2 separate regions of the Sus scrofa genome follow, and region 1 is linked to region 2. The links are chromatin contacts, called in public promoter capture Hi-C maps. All regions are on one chromosome and are shown on one strand. The core of a region is the stretch at or near the end of the contact, and the rest is flanking DNA. Distances in the headings are between cores, read along the strand shown. Region 1 has its middle 8.1 kb from the start of GPR37L1. Region 2 holds the start of ELF3 (ETS-related transcription factor Elf-3).

What was found. Promoter capture Hi-C pulls out the DNA fragments that hold promoters and counts their contacts.
Region 1: a promoter capture Hi-C map of liver shows a contact between it and region 2, with 7 times the contacts expected there. The contact joins the enhancer-like site here to the promoter of ELF3 in region 2. A contact is called at or near these places in 5 of 5 promoter capture datasets (fetal liver, fetal skeletal muscle, liver and 1 more), 25 of 47 Hi-C or Micro-C datasets (alveolar macrophages, brain, embryonic fibroblasts and 14 more) and 1 of 2 datasets of contacts at active chromatin or transcription factors (skeletal muscle).

Annotation. Positions count from the first base shown.
Region 1 is chr10:24,296,356-24,300,851 of Sscrofa11.1, forward strand. No RefSeq gene overlaps it. Among named protein-coding and RNA genes, the nearest start is that of GPR37L1, 8.1 kb to the right of the region's middle. Within about 2 kb of position 1,981, at least 23 of the 83 cell types and tissues checked have an H3K27ac peak or open chromatin away from gene starts, as enhancers often do. A contact at or near this core is called in liver, where this site is marked.
Region 2 is chr10:24,236,150-24,241,304 of Sscrofa11.1, forward strand. ELF3 (ETS-related transcription factor Elf-3) reads left to right here and starts at 1,703. Exons shown (of 9, transcript XM_021064529.1): 1 at 1,703-1,850; 2 at 2,240-2,410; 3 at 2,657-2,878; 4 at 2,993-3,088; 5 at 3,180-3,299; 6 at 3,425-3,514; 7 at 3,614-3,730; 8 at 4,702-4,897. The coding sequence starts at 1,724.

The DNA of each region.
Region 1 (4,496 bases), core at 731-3,230, 60 kb after region 2:
CTCATGGGCTCACGGCACCAGTTTCAGCCTCAGCCGCCCGCGCCCCAGGCTCTCGCTTTGCTGTTTACTCGAAGGAGCAGTTCACCCAGGTCACCTCTCTGCTGGGGGGAGCGACATGGGGCGCCAGCTGACCCCTCCCTGTCGGGGCCCAAGGCCGAGTGGGCTCCCCATGAGGCCAGGGATCTGAGGGGCAAGCAGAAGGCGCTGCCCCTCCCAGAGGCCCCAGGTTTCAGCCCTCCCCAGCCCAGCTGCCCTCAGCTTATCTGCTTCTAATCTCGCCTGAATCTTCCTGCCTCTGTGGTCACCCGCGGTTTCAGTGTCACACGCGGGCTCCTGAAGCAGCCTCGGCCCCACCCTCAGCTCTCCCAGGGACATACACACACGCACACCCCAGAGCTGCTTTCTCCCAAGGAGCTGGGGAGGACAGACCCACCCGACTATGCCCAGGAGGAGGACAGTGTGTGGGGGGGGAGCTGGGCTGGGCTGGAGCAAAGCTGGTGGGGACGAGGGCAGTCCAGGTGGGCCATGCTCCGGGGAAGCCTGGAAAGTGTGGTCAAGGACACTCTGCTGTGAGTCTGAGGCCTGACTTGGCCACCTTGCCCTCTGTGACCTTGGTCCTATTTGTTGCTCTCTTGTGCCTCAGTGTCCCACTAGCCCAAGGTAGGGGCCTACTAGTTTGGGGGGGCGGGGTCATGACCCAGAGCCAACTTAGCTCCTGCCCCTCTGAGAGGAGACACTGCTGGCTGGCATGGACCCAGGCGCGGGTGGCTGTTCTGAGTGGGCGACCCAAGCAACCTCGGCGCTTCCTCCAGCTGCCCTGGGGGCCCGTCCCTCCCCAGGCTTGGCTCCAGACCATAGAGCAGGCGGTAAAGGCAGGCAGGTGGAAAATTCCCCCTGGCAGTCTGCCCAGGCGCCTGGATGGCCACGGTGCCCTCCTGGTGGGCGGGAGCCAGGTCTAGGGTGGCAGAGAGCTGGGCAGCCATAGGGAGCTGGTCGGGCCTCCCCAGCCCACCGCCCGTACCATGACCCCACTCCCCCCAACACAAAGTTGTATCTGCCCGGGGAGGCAGACAAGGGAGCAGGGGTGACCGCCAACATATGGTGGTTTGCTGCCTTGGAGCTTCTAAGCACTAGCCACCTGGATCAAGGGGGTAGTGCCAGGTCCCCCTGTCCCCAAGCTGAGTGGTTCCGGGACACTAACGGAGGCCTGGGGGCTGCAACTGTATGGGTGACCGGGCAGACGAGGGCTTTTCAGGTGTGGTGGAGCAGGTGGCCCCGCGTCAGCTCCTGCTGGCTGCCGGCCTCCACCTTGTGACCTTGGGGCGTGCATGTCCCTGTCATGGCCTTGCCATGTCCACCTGAAGCCACGCCCACCGAGGGCCTGGGAGATGAAAACTCTGGGGGTGGGGGAGGCAGGGTGCATCCAGTGTCACATGTCCAGGGATCCCTTAGATCTGAAAAAGCCGGGGTACGGGTCCAGGGCACCTGCCTTGCTCCTCCCTCTGCTAGAGCCTCAGAAGCTTGCTGAGTTACCATGGCAACGCCTCTCTGCCCATCTCCCTGGAGGCCCTTCCCAGAGGCTGGAGGTGGTTTCTAGAATGTTTACCCACAAACAGTTTCCTGTTGCTGGTCAGTTCAGGTGGGTGTTTTGGAACTGAGGAAACCCCTTTGTGCTCTTGCCAGGTTGCAGTCAGCCGTCCAGCCGGCCCCTCCAATCTCCCCTGAGGCCCCATCGAAAGTGGGGGGTGGGGGGAGCTGTGGTGTCCGGCACGGCGAGGTTGAGGTGAACCCACGCCCTCCTGGGACACCTCCCCAGAGGGCATGTCCCACTGACCCGGAGCCAGCAGCCTGCGAGCGTCACTGCCGATACGGGAACATTGTCCGTCTGGGCTGGCAGCGAAGGCGGTGGAGATAAGCAGGGCATGACCCCAGCTCCATGGCAGCCTGCGAGCCGCTCCAGGAACCCAACTGCCGTGACTCACAGACAGCCAATCGGGAGGCTGGGTCAGCTGCCTTTTCCAGCCAGACACACCTGTACCCTGCTAGCCATCTGTTGAACCACACCCCGGGCCCAGCCATGCCAGAGAGGAATATAAACCTCTTTACGCGGCGGCGTGTGGGGCGCTCCGTGACTCTGGCATGGAGGGCGATACACACTATCCTGTGCTGAGCACAGAGACCCACAGATACACACACGCACCTGCACAGGCACACCTCCCTGCCCGCGCCAAGCTCGCTGCCATCTCTATTCCCTCCACCTCCTGCGTCAGAAGTAGGCAAAAGGGGAGTTCCCGTCATGGATCAGAGGGTTAAGAACCCAACTAGTATCCATGAGGCCATGGGTTCCATCCCTGGCCTCGCTCACTGGGTTAAGGATCTGCCATGGCTGTGGCTGTGGCGTAGGCTGGCAGCTGCAGCTCTCATTCAACCTCTCGCCTGGGAACTTCCACATGCCTCGGGTGTGGCCCTAAAAAGAAAAAATTTTTTTAAAATGTTTTTTAATAAAAAAGAAATGGGCGAAAGAGAAATGGTCCAGGAGATTACAACATCCAGTGCCAGCTTTCTATGGACCATGAGGCCACCAGGGGTCTGGAATTTTCCCTCATCCTCTGCCAAAAACAAAAATCGAACAACAGGAGTTCCCGTCGTGGCTCGGTGGAAACAAATCTGACTAGTATCCTTGAGGATGCAGGATCGATCCCTGGCCTCGCTCAGTGGGTGAAGGATCCAGTATTGCCGTGAGCTGTGGTGTAGGTCGCAGACACGGCTCAGATCTAGCGTTGCTGTGGCTGTGGTGTAGACTGGCAGCAACAGCTCCGATTGGACCCCTAGCCTGGGAACCTCTATATGATGCGGATGCGGCCCTAAAAAAAAACAAACCCGAAAGACTAAAAAAACAAAAACAAAAACAAACAAACAAACAACAAAAGCAAACAAGCAAAAACATCAACAAGGCATTGTCCACAGAAGTTCCTCTGGAAGCACTGGGGCTCAGAGGGACTGAGACACCCCTGGCAAAGCCTTGTTTCATAGGAGAGGGCGGGGACCTGCAAAGGGGCCTCCATTCAGGGGACGGCAGGGGGCCTGTAGTGCTGGCAAGGACGTCTTGTGGAATTTCCAGGAGCCGGGTCAGCTTCACACCGTGGGCCCACCGGAAAGTCCCCGAGGAGCCCTGGGACACGTGTAGTTGGGAGAGCGAGATCTCCTGCGGGGTGGTTGCTGCCGGGGTCTGGGCTGAGCCCCCGGGGGCGGCTGCAGATTTGCAGGTTCTGGAGCCCAGGGTTGTGTGCGGGGGGCGGAGGGGGGGGTGTCTCCCGAGAGGAAGATGAGGAAGATGCACGTTCCAGGTCGGCTTCAGAGTCACCCTGGGCCGTCAGGGGAAAGCTGCTGTCACCTTTTCAAGCCCCTGGGAGGCATCGGGTTTTACTGTGAGTGCTGAGCCCAGCATGGCCTTGGCTGAAGCCAGCACAGCCCCACGCGCCCTGCAGGAAGTGACCCTGGGTCAGGATGTCAGGGGCTGTGCTGAGTCTGTGTCCTTGTGTCGGCGGCTTCAGTAGAGCTCAGTGCGTCCTGCAGATTCGCAGACTTTGTGCTGGTTTGAACAGGAGGGAAAAAGAGGGAGTCCCCGGAGGAATCAGAGAGGGTAAGACTAGACGCTAGAGCTGAGGACAGTCTGAGGGAGGCGGGGGGGGGTCTTGCCTGGCCCAGAAGCCCTGTATTCATGCAGAGGTCAAGCCTCACCCAAGGGCCGGGCAATCAGCTTGGCCCTGCTGGTTCCGTTCCTGGGGGACAGACCCGCCGAGGTGGGGGCTCTGTGTCTGTCCTCAGCCTCCTTTGCGTATGGGCAGGTCATCTACCTCCACCCGATCCCCCTGCTGTTTTTCCCAAAGGAAGATGCTGATTTCTGTCCCCTCTTGTGTCGCTCTCCCTGTCTTTGCAGCCCACCCTGGGTAATGACTGAGGAGACCACAGAGGAAGCTTGTCACCAGCAGGGTACCTGCCTTGGGGGGCTCCCGGTCACATGGCCCGAGAGTCCTCGGTGTCTGCATCAGAGCCAGGCTGAGCCAGGGCCTCCTAACACAGGGTTCAGGGGCCTGCACTTGGTCCAGGGCCATGGAGGGTGAAGATGGCGCTCAGTGGTCCAGCGGATGAGCTGTGAGGGGGAGGCAGGAAGTGGACTCACAAAGAGCCCACTTTGGGTCGGAAAGACCACACAGCCGTGGACTCTGTGGTTCAGTGCAGCCTGCAAGCTGGCCTTACTACCCTGCTTAAAGCCAGGACGCTGGGTGGATCCAGTCTCATGCTGTGTCTAGACCACCCACCAGCCCCAGAGGGAGCTGGAGATGCCTGTGGGTTCAGAAGGACCCCAGAGTGGAAGTCTACCGCTCTGCCCTCCTCACTCCCCCGCCTGCACCCTGAGGCTGACCAGGCAGGTGCCCCCAGGGAAGCCAACACCCCCTTGACTCCACATCACATTCTTTCGTGCTGAGCCTGGC
Region 2 (5,155 bases), core at 453-2,952:
CCGCTACATCACCTGCTAAGGGAGGCCAGCCCACAAGCACGCTTGACAGCCCCACTTCTCCCAGGAGCCTGAGGCCTGCGGCCTTTCTCCCTGCTGCCTCCACATCCCTCCCCACCCCAGCCTCAGCCAGGTACTCTCCCCTGGAGCACGTGAGCTATCCTGGGGCTGGAGCCCAGAGCTGGTTCTCCCACATTCCAGGGCGAGGGACTGGGTGGAGGGCGTGCCTGGGGCTGTGGGGGAGGCCCCCCCCCAAGGGCTGGGGCCCTGCTCCCCAGGGCCCAGGCCCCCCACTCCCGGCTCAGTGGAAGGGGGCCAGACCCTCACTCCCTCTGCGCATCCAGCAATTTCAGAGCTGAGACTGGAAGCAGATGCCAGAGGAACGTCTTATTCCTCGCAGGGAGGGTTAAAGGAGGGGGCTGGGGGGCGCCCAGGACTGTGTGGGGGGGAGATACTCAGATCCTGCCTCTGCGATGTGGCCACGAGTGAGATTGGAGGTATCTGAGGGACTATTGTATCCAAACACACTCTTTTTCACGGATGGCAACCGGAAGAGACCCCAGAGGTCTCCCGCCCCCTCGCCACCTGGCTGCCCTCCCCCCGCCCCACAGGGCCTCGGGGGTCTGCAGGACGCCCCTTGGGGTCCGCAGTGGGGCTGGGTTCATGGAGAGGACCCTGTGTGGAAAGGTCACCTTGCCCAGAGGGAGGGCGAGGTCGACTGGAAAGAGCGCCGGGTGGGGGAGTTAAACCACAGCTCCACCACTTAACTAGGTCCGCGTGGCCTGGGCGGGTCATTCAGCCCTCGAGCTGCAACCTCCCGATCTGTAAAAGGAGGACAACCACACATTCCCGCCGCCGCGCTGCCCCGCCGCGTCCCCGATGCGGGCGAAGGGCGGGGCCTCTGGCCGCTAGGGGGCAGCAGGCAGGCGCCGGCACCCGAGGAGCGGAGGTTAGACGGGGAGGTCAGACGGAGGCCACAGAGAGCCGTAAACACCCGCACGTGGGGCCAGCGCCCTCTGCAGCCCCTGCCAGCACCCCCTTCTAGGTGGGCTCCATCAGGGGTCCGGGGGGTTTCTGAGCAGAGCCAGGTGCTTGGACAGGGGTGACCGTGATGCTTGTGGGGCATCCAGCAGGCAAAGAATGCCAAGACCTTGCCAACAAAGGAGAGGACAGTGGTGGGCCCTGTGGCTAGGGACGCCAGGGCCCTACCCAGACCCCCGTGAATGTAGCCTGGTGTCTAGAGAGCCTTCCAGCCTGAATCCTGGGCATCGTGGGAAAAACCCCAGACCTCAGTATCTTCTCTCCCTGCTCCATCCCCTTTGTCTTCAGACCTGCAGACATTGGGGGCCGGGAGTGTTCCCGACCCAGCTCTGACCCAGTCACGCACCCTCCCCTAGCCTGTCCCTGCCTGGCCCCCCTAAGGAATTTCCTGAGCCAGGGGGTGGCCGAAAGTGCACATGCCCACCCAGCGGCTCTCGGCCCCCCGCCCAGGCCACTGCCCTGTGCCCAACCCCAGAGGGTGCGGGATGACAGACCCTGACAATCATTAAACCAGCAGGGCCTGACTTCCCAGCACCGCAGCCTGGATCCCAGCCAAGAGGCACAAAATATGCAAATCACCTGGGGCCAGGAGCCCAGTCTAAAGGCCAGGAAATCCCCTCGACCAATGAGCCACCAGCTCAGGTTACCGCAGGCGCCTATAAAGGCCTGGGCGGGCGGAGCTCAGATGCTTGTTCTTAGGGCGCCGGGAGCGCAGCCAGAGCCTCTGCGCACCACCACCTGGCAGAGCTTGTCCCCGGATTCTTCCCGCCTGCTGTCCCCTAACCTGCCTGCCACACCCTCAGCCGCCACCGGTAGGACCCCAGCCCATCATGTTACCCAGCCCGGCCTGGGGACACTGGGGGTGAGGGGGCACTGGGGAACCTGTGTCTCCCCCAGCAGTTCGCAGGGTGGAATTCCCAGCCAGAGTGCAGGTGGTGTCCCCAGGGCCTTGTCCTGGGGGGGACAGACTGCTGGTCCCACTCAAGGACCCAGGTGGGCTGAGGAGGGAGCCTGGTGGGGGGCCTTGTGCCCCCACCCCTGCCCCAGCTTAGAGACCTTGGAGCCCTTATGGAGGAATAGGTGTCCCCAGAGCTGTTGACCTTCGCGCCCTTGGGCCCTTCCTGCCCCAGGCTTGGCTGGAGCAGAGTGGCTGGAGGGTAGGAGAGGACCGGCCCTCATCTGCCTCGCCCTCCCTTCCCAGGGAGCCTCATGGCCGCAACCTGCGAGATTAGCAACGTTTTTAGCAATTACTTCAGTACGATGTACAGCTCGGAGGACCCCACTCTGGCTTCTGTTCCCGCCGCTGCCACCTTTGGGGCCGACGACCTGGTGCTGGCCCTGGGCAGCCCACAGATGCCCCTGGAGGGCCCAGGTGGGTCTCAGGCTGCGGTGGGGTGTTTGAGGAAGGGGAGACGAGCATCTAAGAGCCTGTGGACAAATGGGGGTCAGGCAGGGAGGGCGGCTGGGGTGAGCTGTAAGCAGTTGGCGTGCTGGGGTTTGGGGGCCGGGAATGGTTGTGAGCAGTGCTTCCTGCCCCAGCCTGGCTGGGTTCTCGGAGAGGCACCCCAATGGGCTCCAGAAGGGGGCTGACCTGCCGCCACCTGCCCGTCCCCTGCAGAGAAGGCCAGCTGGTCGGGGGAGCAGCCCCAGCTCTGGTCCAAGGCCCAGGTTCTGGACTGGATCAGCTACCAAGTGGAGAAGCACAAATACGACGCCAGCACCATCGACCTCTCGCGCTGTGACATGGACGGGGCCGCGCTCTGCCGCTGCGCCCCTGAGGAGCTGCGCCTGGTCTTCGGGCCCTTGGGGGACCAGCTCTATGCTCAGCTATGGGACCTCAGTAAGTCCTGGAGGGGCCTTCCCCGTCAGGGAGGCTGGTCTGGGGAGCCGCCCTAGAGGGAGCCCGGGGGAGGGGAGAGGAGCCAGCCTGGGCCCTGATCCCCCTTCTTATCAGCTTCCAGCTTTCCTGACGAGCTCAGCTGGATCATGGAACTTCTGGAGAAGGACAGCATGACCCTCCAGGAGCCCCTCGGAGACCAGGGCCCCTTTGGTGAGAGTCTTCGGCATCCCCAGCCTGTCCTCCCCATTTCTGCCCGGTGCCACCCAGTCAGACCCATCTGAACCCTCCCCTGTTCTCCCAGACCAGGGAAGCCCCTTCGCCCAAGAGATGCTGGAGGACTGCAGACAGCCCAGCCCCTTCTACCCGGGCAGCTTCAGCGCGGGAGCCCCCTCCCCAGGCAGCTCCGATGTCTCCACCGCAGGTGAGCCCGGCTGGCGTCTGCCCACAGCTCCCCCTGCCCCAGAGGCCCTGGCTTCCCTGGAGGATGGATGGGAGTCGGTGGGCAGCAGTGTGGCTGGGAGGGGCTCACACCCACTCCCTCCCCAGGCACTGGAGCCTCCCAGAGCTCCCCCACCTCAGACTCCGGTGGAAGCGACGTGGACCTGGACGCCCCTGACAGCAAGCCCTTCTCCGGGGGTGAGCCGAGGTCTCCTGGTCCCCACGGGGGGTCCCACTGGCAGTGCCTGGAGCCAGCCCCCATCCCTCCCTACCCTGACCCACCACCTCTCCCCACAGATGGCTTCCCAGACTACAAGAAGGGGGATCTGAAGCACGGGAAGCGGAAACGGGGCCGCCCCCGAAAGCTGAGCAAAGAATCTCGGGGGTGTCTGGAGGGAACGAAGAGCAAGCATGGTGAGGGGGGGACCTGCATGGTGGGGAGGGCTGAATGGTGGGAGGGGGGCCTGCGCGGTGTGTGTGTGGGGGCTCACACCATTCCTCCCTCCTGCCCTCATTGCAGCTGTGCCTGAGGCCAGGGCCCTGGGTATGGGTCACTGCCTAGCAGCAGAGCTGGTTGGTGGTCCCTCAGGGGGGCACCTGGGGAAGGCTGGAGGTGGAGTCTAGTCTCCCTGCCCCTGCCCTGTCCTGCCTGGGGGGCCCATTTGCTGGTGGGAAGAGGCTGGTGGGTGCTGGGCAGGCTCAGGCAGGGACAGTGGCTGGGCTGCTGGATGCCCCGCCCACTGAGGGCTGGGCCAAGGCGGCCCTTCCCCTACCAAGTCCCTGCCCGCTGGCCTCTGGCCTTGAGTGAGTTCCCACCACCCTCCCCACTGGGAGTGTCCCTGCAGCTCTTGCTCATCCATGCTGCCTGCCCCCTGCCCCCAGCTTTGGGCCTGTTTTCTTCTTGGGCTTCTTTCCAAGAAGCTGTCCCCTTGGCCCCCAGGCTGGGGCCAGCTCTGTGCTCCTATACCTAACAAGCTCTCACCACTAGCTGGTGTATTTGCTTTGTTTTACCATGACCCCTCCAAACCACAAGCCCCTCAAGGCAGTGCTATGTCTCACCGCTCTGGTATCCAAGCCAGATATTTGATCAGTATTGGAGTGTGTTTAATCTCTGTGCTGTGTGAGACACGTGTTTTTGGAGCTTCCCAGCTGTCCAGTGGGTGAGGCGAGGAAGGAGGCAGCCATCAGTAGGCAGCATGCTGGGCCAGGCAGGGAGGCAGCCATCAGTAGGCAGTGTGCTGGGATGGGCAGGGAGGCAGCCATCAGTAGGCAGCATGCTGGGCCAGGCAGGGAGGCAGCCATCAGTAGGATGTGTGCTGGGATGGGCAGCAGTCATGTGAGTTGGGGGTGCCCTGGGCTACTGACTGATGGAACTGGCCTTGTAGCCCCCAGAGGCACCCACCTGTGGGAGTTCATCCGTGATATCCTCATCAACCCGGAGCTCAACGAGGGCCTCATGAAGTGGGAGAACCGGCAAGAAGGTGTCTTCAAGTTCCTGCGCTCCGAGGCCGTGGCCCAGCTGTGGGGTCAGAAGAAGAAGAACAGCAGCATGACCTACGAGAAGCTGAGCAGGGCCATGAGGTGAGACCTGCTGGGCAGCTGCTGGTGCTGTCACACCCCTATGCCTGAGTCCTTACAGTGGGGAAACCGCCAGTCCACCTGCCTCGTGGTCTGAGTGCAAGCCTGGGGCAGGAGGCTGGCTGCAGCACATGCTGAACTTGATCTGACATTTCTTGGTATTGTCTGCAAGGCCTGTTCTAAGAAGGGCACTTGCGGATGGAAGGGACACCATTGAAGCCATTGCCTTGTCCTCTCTGGACCTCAGGTTCCCCTCCAGAT